2 separate regions of the Mus musculus genome follow, and region 1 is linked to region 2. Evidence: chromatin contacts called from public HiChIP or PLAC-seq data. All regions are on one chromosome and are shown on one strand. Each heading gives the region's core, a stretch centred on a gene start, on an enhancer-like site or on the middle of the called end of the contact. The rest is flanking DNA. Distances are from core to core; before and after follow the strand shown.

Evidence for each region. HiChIP or PLAC-seq counts read pairs in DNA pulled down with a chosen protein or histone mark.
Region 1: an H3K4me3 HiChIP or PLAC-seq map of bone marrow-derived macrophages shows a contact between it and region 2, with 4 times the contacts expected there. The contact joins two enhancer-like sites. A contact is called at or near these places in 3 of 115 datasets of contacts at active chromatin or transcription factors (bone marrow-derived macrophages, microglia and pancreatic cancer cells).

What each region holds. Positions count from the first base shown.
Region 1 is chr10:43,853,863-43,860,224 of GRCm38.p6, forward strand. No RefSeq gene overlaps it. Among named protein-coding and RNA genes, the nearest start is that of 4933404K13Rik, 31 kb to the left of the region's middle. Within about 2 kb of position 2,334, at least 63 of the 459 cell types and tissues checked have an H3K27ac peak or open chromatin away from gene starts, as enhancers often do. A contact at or near this core is called in bone marrow-derived macrophages, where this site is marked.
Region 2 is chr10:43,664,118-43,671,226 of GRCm38.p6, forward strand. No RefSeq gene overlaps it. Among named protein-coding and RNA genes, the nearest start is that of Gm40632, 8.1 kb to the right of the region's middle. Within about 2 kb of position 3,999, at least 90 of the 459 cell types and tissues checked have an H3K27ac peak or open chromatin away from gene starts, as enhancers often do. A contact at or near this core is called in bone marrow-derived macrophages, where this site is marked.

The DNA of each region.
Region 1 (6,362 bases), core at 1,084-3,583, 190 kb after region 2:
ATCAGGGGTGTCAGGCTGGAAAAGTGGTTGAAGATTGAAAGCAGAGCTTAGTGGACCATCTTAGGGAGAGCGTAGAGAAGACAGCTTCTTAGAAACATGCAGACTCAGCCAGTCTACATCAAGAGGTTTCAGAGGGGGTCTGGACTAGAGACTCTCCTTGTATTATTAATAAGGATGTGGCTGCTTTCTGTCCTTGTCCTAAGAACTTGCCTGAGGGCAAATTTAAAAGTAATGGGATAATTTCTTTGGAAACCCACACTATAAATTAGAAAAAGGACAGAATCTTCAACAAATGTTCTGGTCAAGTTGTATATATGTGTAGAAAAATGAACCCCAATCCTCATCTCTCATCCTGCACAAATCTCAACTCAAACAGGTCAAGGACTCAACATAACACCTGATACCCTGATTGTGATAGAGCAAAAATAGAGGATAAACTTAAATTTATTGACATAGGCAAGGGCTTTCTGAACAAGAACCCAATAGTGCAGGCATATAGATCAACAATTAATAAGTGGTACCTCATGAAACTAAAAAGTTTCTATATAGAAAAGGACACCATCACACTAACAAAGAGAAAGTTCACAGAATGGAATTTTTTTAAACCAATTATCCACTAGACATAAGGTTATTATCTAAAATATATAAAGAGATAAAATAATTAAGCATAAAAAGACAAGCAATAGAATAAAAATGGAGCATGGAACTAAACAGAGTTCTCAAAATATGAAAAATAAATGAGATGATTTTTAGGTTCATTATCCATAGCCATCAAGGAAATGCACATTAAAACTGTCTTGAGTATTCATCTTTTCCCAATCAAAATATCTTAAGATTAAAAACAAGCAAACAGTAAATATTGGCATGATATGGGGAAAGGAGATTCTTATTCATTGCTAGTGGGCATGCAAACTGGTGCAGCTGCCATGAAAATCAGTGTGGTGGCTCCTCAAAAGCTAAACAGAGACCTACCTCATGATTCAGTTATCGAGTTCCTGGTCTATACTATCTTATACTGTACTGTACTATACTATACTACTCAATGCTCTTGATATCTTACTACAGACACTTGCTTGTTTGTGCCCATTGCTGCTCTGTTCATAATAGCCAGGAAGTGCAAACTGCCGAGGTGTCCATTCACTGTTGGATAGATGGAGGATGAAAATGTGGTACATTTATATGATGGAATATTACTACGATATCAAAAAATGAAAATGGGGCTGAAGAGATGGCTCAGAACTTAAGAGTATTGGCTGCTCTTCCAGAAGACACAGGTTAAATTTCCAGCATCCATGTGGCAGCTCACAAGTATAACTCCAGTTCTTGGGAGTCCAGTACCTTTTTCTGGCCCCCATGGGCACAATATGTACAAGTGCACATACGTGTAGGCAAACACTCAAACACATAATAGATACATCTCAAAAATATTAAATTAAATTATGAAATTTGCAGGGAAATAAACGGAGCTAAAAACAGATATGGCGAGTGAAGGTAAACTCAGGCTCAGAAAGACAAATGCTGCATGCGTTCTCTCATTTGTAGATGTTAGCTTTGACTCTTTAGATATGTTTGTTTCATTTGGAATACCACAGAGGTCAGGAAACTACTAAGAGGTCATGGAGAGGGGCTTTCAGCAGAGGAAACAGAGACTGCGGGTGTAAAAGTTTAAAAGAGAATTGTAGAACAAGAAGGGATAAATTGGGGTGGGGAGAAGAGGGAAGAATGAAAGAGGGAACTGGGAAGGGATAAATAACACTCACTATCTGTCAACAGGTTGCAATGAGAGCTACATCTGTAGAAACTTCCTAAAGTACAACTGCATACATGCATTTAGTAAAGATAGGAAAGGTAGATTTCTCCTATAGCAGAGCAACAATGTACACCCAAGACACGAGAGGCTAACAAATAAAAATGGCAGTGGCTCTTCAAAAAATTTATTATTATTATTATTATTATTATTATTATTATTATTATTATTATTTTGGGGTTGCTGGCCAGTGCGGTTCCAGACATCACAGGCAATAGCCAGTGCTGCTTGTCATTCTCTAGAACCCGATGGTAAGACCGCTGCTGGAGACAGCACATACTTGCATCACAGATCTTATTGAAATCAAGGTGGTATACACTTAGAAATTTCATTTCTATAGGCTATCCAGAGGAGAAAAGAAAGCATACCCAGCTGTAAAGCCTGTGAGCTACGGTAACATCGGACTGAACAAGACACGCCCACTAATGATGTCACGGGTGTAACCAACCACTCTCTCAGGCTTGCTCCACAAAGAGGAGCTCATACCTGGCCTATTATCAGGCTGAGAACCTGTGGTCAGACAGATCATAGGCCATAGAGAGAACCTATTACTATTGAACATCCCCCTACCCCTCCCCGCATCAAGGAGTGCTGTCTTCTGGACCGCGGAGCACAGATCATGCCCAAACACCAGTTTTCAACACAAAGAGATCCTTTGTCAAGCAAGATGGAGCTACAATGGCTGAATCTGAATCAGACAGAAACAGCGGCAGGTGACTTGGCAGGGGTGGCTTTTAAGGAGAAAAAAAGAGAAAGAAGTCCGTGCTAGGATGAGTTGGTAAGTCCTGAGTGGACATGTTAGTTAATGTAGCCAGACAGGGAAGTTTGATAGCTGGACCTTGGTGGTCAGCCTCAGGAATGAGGAAGTAACCAGATAAGGAGCCAGGTCTTGGTGGCCAGTTTCAGGAATGAGGAAGTGGCTAGATAAGGAAGTCTAGTGGTTTAGCAAGGAGAGAGGAGGGGAGGCCATGTTTGCCGTGGTTGGGCCTGTTAGGGTCACTCAACTATTATTCTGAGAAATTGGCATAGTACTAAAACATCATAATGATCAACAGAGTCCCACAACTGGCTAACAGTGCAGAAGATAAGAGACTGTAGAAAGCTCAGCCCTACAAGGAACATGTATACCACTCCCCCCTCCAGAGGCGCAGGGTCATTGTGGAAGAGGGAATGGGAAAATTGCTAAGAGCCAGAGGTGGTGGGGTGATAACAAGGGAACAGTGTCCCTGGACACAGCAGAACAGCACACATGTGCTCACGGTGGCTACCGACAGCATACACAAGGCTGTACGAGCCCAAGCCAGATCAAATCCAGCACGAGAAGGGAGATGGGCATGAAGTTCCACCCCTAGCCGAGGAACTATTGCCAACTGCTAGCTGCTGAAAGGGAAGGGTCAGTTTTCTACAAGAGTGTAGCCCTTCAGGAGGCAGGAGCAGGTGTTAGTTCAAGGCCAGCCTTGTTTATGAATGGGTTCCAGGACAGGCAGAGCTATGTAGCGAGACCTTGCCTCAAAAAAACAATAACAGTCTTCTGAGATCGGGAGGGATTTGTGACCCTGGCCAGGCTGGCTTTTCTGCTTCCCTAATGCTGTCTCAGGTCCCATGCGATTGGATTGGGATAGAAGTTGTGTTCCACTCACTGGTGGTCCCAAGATCGTGTGGAGAGACCTCTAGGGGACCTTGGGGGTGTCTGACGACTCAGCGCCCAAGGTGACCCCTACTTTATGTTTTTGAAAATGCTTCGATCTCCCTTCTAGCCCACCACCCACCAGAGGTAGGGAAAAGAAAGGGTAATAGGAAACAAGGCTGTGGACCTGTTTAGAAATAGTTCTTTGTCAGAACTATTTTTAAAATTTTTGTTGTCAGAAGTCCAGTCCACTAGTAAAACACCAAACATGAATCAGTAGTAGCTGCTCGATCCAGAAGAAACTGTGAGGATCTGCTCATTGGCACTTTGAGACTGTGGAAGCGACCAGAATACCACCAGAAGTTCTTTGGTGAATTTCTCTCCATTAAATCATTACAGGCGATCAGCAAAGAAAGCAAGGGGAACCAATGCAAGAGAATTGTCCACTGCGTGTTGGGTTTTAATCAAACTCTTTCCAAACATCATGTGCCCTCTCAAGCATCGGCACCAGCAAACCATCACATGCCCTTCATTAGGCAGCTTCCAGAAAAACACCTTATGTGTGTGGTTGTTCTCAGCGAAACATCCTCTCATGTGTCTGCTTTAGTAAAACATCCTCTCCATAAGACCGTTTCCAGAAAAACATCACATGACACAACTGAGCCTCCAAAGAAATCAGAAATTCCCACTTCACATCAACATGGCCTCTGCCTGAAGCAGGGCCATAGACTCCAACATGGCTGTTGGTATATCCAGAAGATGTTCCAACTGGTAAGAAGGGCACATGCTCCACTATGTTCTTAGCAGCCTTATTTATAATAGCCAGAAGCTGGAAAGAACCCAGATGCCCCTCAACAGAGGAATGGATACAGAAAATGTGGTACATTTACACAATGGAGTACTACTCAGCTATTAAAAAGAATGAATTTATGAAATTCCTAGGCAAATGGTTGGACCTAGAGGGCATCATCCTGAGTGAGGTAACCCAATCACAAAAGAACTCACCTGATATGTACTCACTGATAAGTGGATATTAGCCCAGAAACTTAGAATACCCAAGATATAAGATACAATTTGCAAAACACATGAAACTCAAGAAGAATGAAGACCAAAGTGTGGACACTTTGCCCCTTCTTTGAATTGGGAACAAAACACCCATGGTAGGAGTTACAGAGACAAAGTTTGGAGCTGAGACAAAAGGATGGACCATCTAGAGACTGCTATACCCGGGGATCTATCCCATAATCAGCCTCCAAACGCTGACACCATTGCATACACTAGCAAGATTTTGCTGAAAGGACCCTGATATAGCTGTCTCTTGTGAGACTATGCTGGGGCCTAGCAAACACAGAAGTGGATGCTCACAGTCAGCTATTGGATGGAACACAGGGCCCCCAATGGAGGAGCTAGAGAAAGTACCCAAGGAGCTAAAGGGATCTGCAACCCTATAGGTGGAACAACAATATGAACTAACCAGTACCCCGGGAGCTCGTGTCTCTAGCTGCATATGTATCAAAAGATGGCCTAGTGGGCTATCAGTGGAAAGAGAGGCCCATTGGTCTTGCAAACTTTATATGCCTAAGTACAGGGGAAAGCCAGGGTCAAGAAGTGGGGAGGGGGGAGTGGGGGGATGGGCACGGGGGATTTTTGGGATAGCATTGGAAATGTAAATGAAGAAAACACCTAATAATAAAAAAGGAAAACAAACAAACAAACAATAACAGTGAAAAAGTGCATCCCCTGGTAGATTATCCACAGCCAAGCACAACTTGGCCTAGATTGGGGGAGGGAGCATAAGGTTGGGTGAGAATGGAAGTGGGGGAAGGTGAAAGTAATGAAAACTCACTGTACAAAATTCCCAAAGAACCAATCAAAGCAATAAGAAAGGGAAGAAAGCACAGATTATTTAAAGGTTAAATCTAATCACTTGGCAGCTATATTTTTGCACACAAGGGTTTTCTAGGGTCTTCTTTGGCAGATAGTAAGCTTGACCTAGAATAATTCCTTCAGGTTTTAAGAACATCATATTAATATCCCGAAAATCAAACGCTCGCTGCCTTTTAAAAGATCCAAATTGCTTGAAAGGTCACAGAACGTCAATGAAGCAGACATTCCCTCCCTGTTGGCAGATGTGATATGATTTGTGCTGGAGTTTAATGTTAGACACTTCAAAACAAGACTGGTGTTGCTCCTAAGGAAAAAAAAGGTGGGGGGGGGGCAGGCTCCCAGGAGTTTCAGTGTTAGCTGCCAATGGGACCACCTAGAGCTGTCCCTTGGAATCTATGAGAGTTAGCTTCAGACCTCTGCAAAGGCTAAAACCATGCTCAAGTCCCATATATGAAATGACTTAGTGTGTATAACTGACCTCTACACACACCCTTGTAAACTTGAATTCCCCTCTAGATTACTTTCTGTGTCTGATACAATGCGAATGTTACATACACAGATATATTTATAGAATGATGACAAGAGACGTCTGTGCCAGTTCAGTACTGGAGCAATTACTTTTTGTAAAATGTGCAGCCATGGTTGACTAGAGCATAGCTATAAAACCCATGTATACTAAGAGACGACTACTCACTAGACGTTTTCTGTTCTTCAGCATCTTGCTCACCTTTAGTTTTACATTGTAGAATCTCTATAGGCCACATTCTCTCTCTCTCTCTCTCTCTCTTCTCTCTCTCTCTCTCTCTCTCTCTCTCTCTCTCTCTCTCTCTGTGTGTGTGTGTGTGTGTATGTGTGTGTCTGTCTCTCTGTCTGTCTCTCTGTCTGTCTGTCTCTGGTTTTGCTTTGTTTTGTGAGACAGGGTTTCAAATAGTACAGGCTGACTTCCAACTTGTTATGTAGCCTAGGCTGACTTGATGATCTTCCTGTCTCTACCTCCCAAGCGCTGGATTATAGCTGCATGCCAAAGTACCCAGTCTGATT
Region 2 (7,109 bases), core at 2,749-5,248:
CCATGGCCTCCTTCCATAGTCCCACTGAGACTACCAGCCTAGCTCCACCACAGATCTGTTCTGGTGAATCAGAGCTGTTGCTCTGGTGGCTTCGGTTTGGTGCTCAGAACTGAGACACTGGGTTTCTCCTTCTATGAGTGTCACACATTGTGCCTAAGAAAGCCTATGCCTGGCTGGGTGAAGCCTTTGGAGTCTGAGAGTCCACGTGGGGGGTCCTCAGAGACACTTCAAAGACCCCCTCAAAGCAGATGGGAGTGTCACATGCTAAGAAGAGTTCTGCAGGAAATTTTGTTCAGATGCCTCTACAATAGGACAGTAGCTGGTGACAGACTTGTTAATATCTTAGAAAGAAACACAGTTCTGGGACTGGTGACTTCAGAGAGGCTGTGAGATGGACAGGGGGAGTCCAGATGAGGAAGACTTCCCCGAGGAAGTCCCTTGGCCGAGCATTGAGAGTGAGGAGGCTCTTGACAGGCTCTTGATGGGGACCCAAAGGACAGCTGTAGAACTTTCAGGACTAGCCCAGAGGGGAGGCTATGAAGGGACTTGGCTTGTGTGATGGAATGGGGTGGGCATTATCAAGAACTTTGTGCTACAGAAGTTGTTCAAATTTAGTGAAAAGCTTATGGAATTGTCAGGAAACCTTTGAGGTTTTGAAAGAGCACACGGGCATCTGTATTTGATGGACAGGTTGAGGAGAAAGGTGTTGCAGTGACTATCCAGAAAACTACCGACGGAGACTATCAGAGCATTTAGGAGGTGCTTGTAACACCCAGATATAAAACTCTAGGAACCTGAGAACAACTAGCAACATTGGGTTGGAAGGAAGGAGACCCATTTAATGAACAGTTATGATGTACCTCTGTGAACTCACTGAATGGCTGGCTAGATAAGAACAAAGAGTCCTGCTTTGGATGACAGAGCACGTGGTGATGTGTGTGACTGAGATAAGATCTATAAGGCAAGGAGCCAGTCTGGGGAACAAAGGGAATGATAAGACCAGGAAATGCCAACGGGTTCAATAGATTCTGTTGGTGTTCTTACAGGGCCTGGGAAGGGCTGAATTTCTCCCACTTTATCTCATTCATGTTGACAGTCTAGTGGTCAGTCCCTTGGAAAGTGCTCTAACTTGAAAACAAGGTCTTTGCATATATAACGAAGCTGAGGTCTTATACGAGGCAGGTCGTGCCTTTACACAAATGGGGAAATTTGAATGCAGAGATAATCATGCACATTGGAGAACATTGTGTGTGGATGGGGGCAGAGACCAGATGGAACCAAGAAACTGCCGGAAGCAAGAACAAGTTGCCAAAGATCTTCCCCCGTTAACTGTCAAGTCCCTGACCTTAGTTTGGGACCTCTGGCCTCTAAAACTGTAGGAATAATTTCATTTTCCTGAGCTATATGATGTATGGTGCATGACACTTTCCTACCACAACCCTTCCTACCAAACACAGTGCCCAGATCTCCTGCTAGAGCTGTCTGGTTCTTTGCTATGCAGACCACGGCCAGAGAGAAGCAGGAGGGTCAACGGGAGAGCCAGTTGTCTACAACAGTATGGTGGGTGTTTGCCATTTCTATCTGTTGGAACCCTGCTCTCAAGGTCGCAATGCCCCTTGACTGGATGGTTCTCTGACCTCAGTACAAAATGGAGGACTCCCATTCTCTGGAGGGCTCCCCTTTCTCTGCCTGACCTTGCCTGGAGAGTATCCCTGAGTACAGACGCCAGGCCTTATCTGAAGAATGACCTTCTGTAGAGCTGTTTAGCTCAGCTCACAAGACCCGGTCTGGCTTCCCGCTCGCCCGCATGATAGTTAGGTACTGTATTGTGACCACCTACACCCCTAAAAGCCCTTGTATACTCTAATCCTGGAACAATCAAGTGCTGTCTCGCTGCAGTGGTCTCTGGAAGTCCATTGGCCACACTCACAGCCATCTAAACCCTGCTCACCGCCTCCACTCCCTTTGTCCTCTCGGGCCAGTGGCCAGTGACCCCCAGGGAGAAGGGAGACCCACACTGTCCAACTGTTATCTCCTCTTTTGGAGAGAGACTTCTCTGCTACTTAATGTTGTGTTGGTGGGACCGAGACTTGTGGTCCCATCTTCCCTCAAGTGTGGATGGAATCTAGCCTCGGTAATGTTGCATTGGGTCCAAATTCTTACAGATCTTTGAGGAATTTTATGGCTCACTCCAGGCAGTATTCCTCAATAGGAGGCAATATTTTTTCCATTTGCCTCTGAGAGTTTGAGTTAGCACTCCATCAAAGGGATATAGTGTAAACAAAACCATAATATCAGATAAGACAGCATATGTGGAATGGGAGCTGAGAGGAGAACAGAGCATGGGGACCCAGAGGGACAAGAAAGGTGGCACCCTGGGGCCCTGCAGAAGGCAAGGGAGAAGAATGGCCTGTGACTCTGCAAGGGAACAGAGAACAAGAAAAGGGTGACATGAACACTCCAATTTTAGTTAAGCAGGGAGTGGAAACGAGGCCATTATTAGATCTGCTATCTGGGTGGCTGTGTTAATGATACATGACTCTATCACCATTACCCCAGGACAGAGCTGCTCAAAACCTCACATGTCTGTAATTCTCACAGACACTGGGGGTCAGGCATCAGAAGCAGCTCCGGCTGAGGCCTCTCACGGGGGAGGGTGTGGGTGTGGGCGTGGTCCAGCTGTCACTCAAGTTAGGGTGCATTTCTAATATGTCTAGTGGAGGAGACTTCAGTTCTCCCTCTGTGTGCTCTAACTCCATGCAAGTAAGCCAAGAAAGAGATGCAGTGTACTCTAACGTAAGTAAAGTAAAGATGGGAGGTGATAACCCACCATGTGCGCCAAGCCGCACATGAAGAAGTGAGTCCTAGTGGGTCCCCACTTCCCTAGAAGTGGGTCACTAAGTATGTCCGACTCCCCGTGGGAATGGAAACCATCTCCTTAAAAAAGTATCAACATTTACAGAGATATATTCAGAACCGGCTCAAAATCTTGGGTAGTTTCTGCCAGAGCCGTGATAGAGAAGGATGAAGTGAGGCACGCCCCCTTTCTAGAACCGTGCCTCTGAAGAAACCGGGGAGGAAGCGTAGAGACAGTTTTAAAATCTCCCATGACTTTCACTTGTTAACACAGGGCCTACACTGTATAGATTTACAGTTAGCTAACCGCTAACAGGTAGGAGACAATGGGCCCAAAGGTGTTGAACTAGCCCTGCACATTCCTGCGGACACGGGAAGGGACTCATACAATCTATCTGATTCGCATTGTATCGACCGTAGAGGAGAGCGCCGCAGTCGCCGCGACTCCCTTGGGATCTAGGGCTCACTGTTGGGTGGGGTCTGCCACCACGACGGCCCTGTTACCTAGGAGGGGCTGCTAAGCAAACAGAGCCCTGTTTTATAAGTGGAGCTGCGCATGGGGACCTCAATGGAAGAGGAATAAAGATTCACATGTGAGAGAGGGGAAGGGCAGCCGGAAGCGGGGCTGATGAAGATGAAGAGGCGCTAGGACCTGCACTTTGGTTCCACTATAAACGGGAGGAGTGGGCTTTACTTTACCAATTTTGAAACGGAAGAAACGAGCGTGCGTGTAAAATGCTGGCCAATTATAGATCTCTTCAGCAAAATTAATAATAAAGCCTAAGGGAGACATTTTAGGTAGTGGTGTGAGGGTGTGGGCTCAGTCCACCTTCTGGGAGCTGAGTCACTTCCCAACTCAGCTATCTGATGGTTTCACAAGGGTAGGCTGAACCTGACCATGGCAACCGTGTTTGCCGTAGGAAAAAGCAACCCGCTTTAGTAGTTTTGCCGAACGGAGATAGCTTTATTTCTAAACACATTTAGCAGTGGACTACTTGTTCCCGTGCAGATGTGGGGTGAAGTGTCCGTTAAAGCTATTGCTCACTGATGAGACAGTGGACGTCCAGATGCGGGGGAGTGGCACAGAGGGGATGGGCCGGAGTTCCAGTGACCAGATAGTGAGTTCCTCTTCTGTAGATTCTAGGGGTATAATTTCCTCTTTCCTCCTGTCTTGTCTAATTGCCTCATATGCAGGCTAAGGTTGTGGTATGAGACTCGTGGGAGGGGTGAGGAAGTAGCTATTCAGGGAGAGAGCAAAAATATCCAGTGTATTTTATACATTTATATTTCTAGACTTTGCTGATTTTTTTTCCTTTTTCTTTTTGCTTTGCCTATTTAAATTTTACAAGTGCTAAGACGATATTATCAGAACCAAAAGACCTTTATAACTACACTCAACTGTAAGGTTCCCTCACTTCTACCCCACCCATGGCGATCTTCAGCCTGAATCACATGATTTCAGTTCCTTGATTTCTTTTTTTTTATTGCAATTATTCCTAAAACATATGTCAGTTTTAATTGCAGCTGCCTGTGATATTACGGAAAGAGGGCTGGTAATGCTTTCCAGCTTTTTGTGTACTGAACTCTTGGTTTTGATCCAACCGCTTGACTCGTTCATTTCCCCTGCTGTCAAAATGTTTTTACCAAAGGTGTTTTGTACGTTTTAGTCACAACTTCTTTAAATGTTTAAAACAAAAATATAGAGCCAGGCATAGAAGTCCATATTCCTCTTTCCAGAGCTCATTGAAAGATAGGCCCGGCATGAAGACACACCCCCAGTCTGAGACACACAGCTAATACTGTCTCAAAATAAAACTTCAATTTAATGTAATCAGACAAAGGATACCAGGTTTATCTGCAGACTGTTAAAAGACAGTTTATATAGTACTTGTGTAGGGAGTAAGTTCGTTATCCTGTGTCATCTTTATAGGTTGTTTTTTTCAGCATCGGTACCTTAAAGCACTTTCTCCTCTCTGACTTCTAATTCAGAAGTCAAACTTTACTTACCAAACATAGTTTGAAGGGCAATAAAACATTCTTCATGAAAGGCATAGAGTTTACATAGTAAGGTTAGCAAAGATTCCTTCAAGTTTCCAGTTTGTAAATCTTTGCAAAGCATTATCTCAGAGCAACTGAACATTCAGTAATTTATCTGTCTTTTATCTACAGAAGTCCCCCAAGCTCCAACCAAACCTAAGGCGGTAAATGGTTCTGGCTTTGGGAATTGCTCATGTGTTGTAACCTTTTGATTTGTCAGGTGCCATTTGTCTTTTGCTAAGGTAGCACAGGGATGTTCATCCTCATTTGGAATCCAAGCCAGCATTTGGCAAAGTTTATACAAACCATTGCTGAAGAAACAGTGTCTGGTAACTATGGCAGTGATGAGTCTCTCTGGAAGAACTTTCTGGGGCCAAGGACAACCCCCTTAGTCTTGGCCAGAAATCCTCATTACCTTAGCCAGGAAAGGCCTGTCCCTTCCCGGGGGTAAGGTGGGGGATGGGAGGGAGGGAACAGGTGAGGCAGCAGCCCTGTCCCCACACACCCACCCGCTCCCAAGGAGACACAGCCGCATCTACGTGACATTTGGTGAAAGCTGGCTCTCCTTCCTTCAGAGAAACTCCCAGGGATGGCAAGAGATAAGAAGTTTCTAGGAAGGGAAAAAAAAAAAAAAAAAAAAAAAGATGTGTGTGTGTTGGGGGTGGGGGAGGGGAACAGTGAGAAGATCAAGACTTCAGATAGGAGCAGATGTGAGAGACACATTTTCATTTTCGTCCTTACCACGAGAGGGAAGGAATGGATGTGAGCTTGCTTTGGAGCTGGGTCTGAGAAGTAGGCAGAAGAGAATTTCTCTACTCTAAAGGTTTTATAGCAACCAGAGAAACTTCCACTAATCCAAGGATGCCAGAGCACAGTCTGTGGAGAGGATGAGAAAAGATGCCTGCCACTCTGTGGGATCTTAGAGGCACCAGGGTGCTGCCTCTCTCCAAGATGGTTCCTTCTCTGCTCAGCTCTTGTGCAGAGATGCCTGAAGCTGCAGAGTCTGCTGCAGAGATCTACCTTGTCCTGCCATTGCTGAACTGTGCCCACAGCTGGAGGGGGAAAGCACACCTTAGCCAGAGGTGTGTGTGCCAGAGTAGGTCTCTTTCTAAGCACTGAAAAACTTCCCAATTCCTGAAAGACAGTCCACCAAGAGTTGACTATCTAGGAACTGGGGAGATAGGTCGGGCAATAAAGTGCCTGTGTGCTAGTGCTCAGCCCCTGTTTGGATCCCTATCATCAATGTAAATAGTTGGATGCTTACTAGCACATGGTGCTATGTGTCTCTAGCCCCAGAGCTGGGGAACCTTGAAACTCACTGGCTAGCCACTCTACCCAAACCAATGAACTCCAGGTTCAACAAGAGAACCTGCCTTTAAAAAGGTGTAGAAGTTATTGAGAAAGACACTCTGCACGCAGGTGCGCAGGCAGGTACAGACATGCATTCATGACTCTCGGCTGTGTTTTCAGCCTGCAGTCTGGAGCTTTGATCACTGCTCAGAGGACAGGCTCACTGTGATGCCCCCCGGAAGCCACTTCCATCTCTCTGTGACCTATGACCTAGTGTTGGAACGCATCCTGTGAGAGAGCGTTGAGGAAGAACAGAGAGATAAAGGGGGGGTGGGGGGTTGGAGTTCTCTGCAATTTTGCTTTGGAGGCTTTGAGGCCAGCTTAGACGACCAGGTCAAAGGACACCCATGGTTTGGCTTTCATCTGGGACTGAAATGGCTGAAGCTGACCACAGATCACCATTGAGACCAGAGCAGACCAAGGCCCACAACAAACTGGTTATGGTCTGATCAGGCCACTGTCTCCCAAGCAGACTGTGTCTCCTTGTTCTCTGGGTTTATTTCCCTTTGGCTCTCTAATGTTCAGTAGTGTTTCCCCCAAAGTTCCCCCAGCTTCAGCTTATCAAAGCAAAGCATAATGGTGTCCTGGTCACTGATAGTGACAAGGGGACACAGAATGAACTAGGCTTACAGGTTCTGTGGGCCTCACCTGCCTGTGAGTGTTCTGGGCTCTGTTTTTATTAGGGGTGAAGTTAGTCTACCTCCCATCTCCAGCAAGCACTCTCTTTCACGCCTCAGTGGTACAAGGGCCACCCAGAACATTCAGCTCAAGGAAATAGTGAGCAATAGTTTCTTTGTCCTCAAAGGTTTTGGGAGGAACTCCCATTTTTAAAATAGGTAGACACATGAAGGAGAGGAGTACAGCAT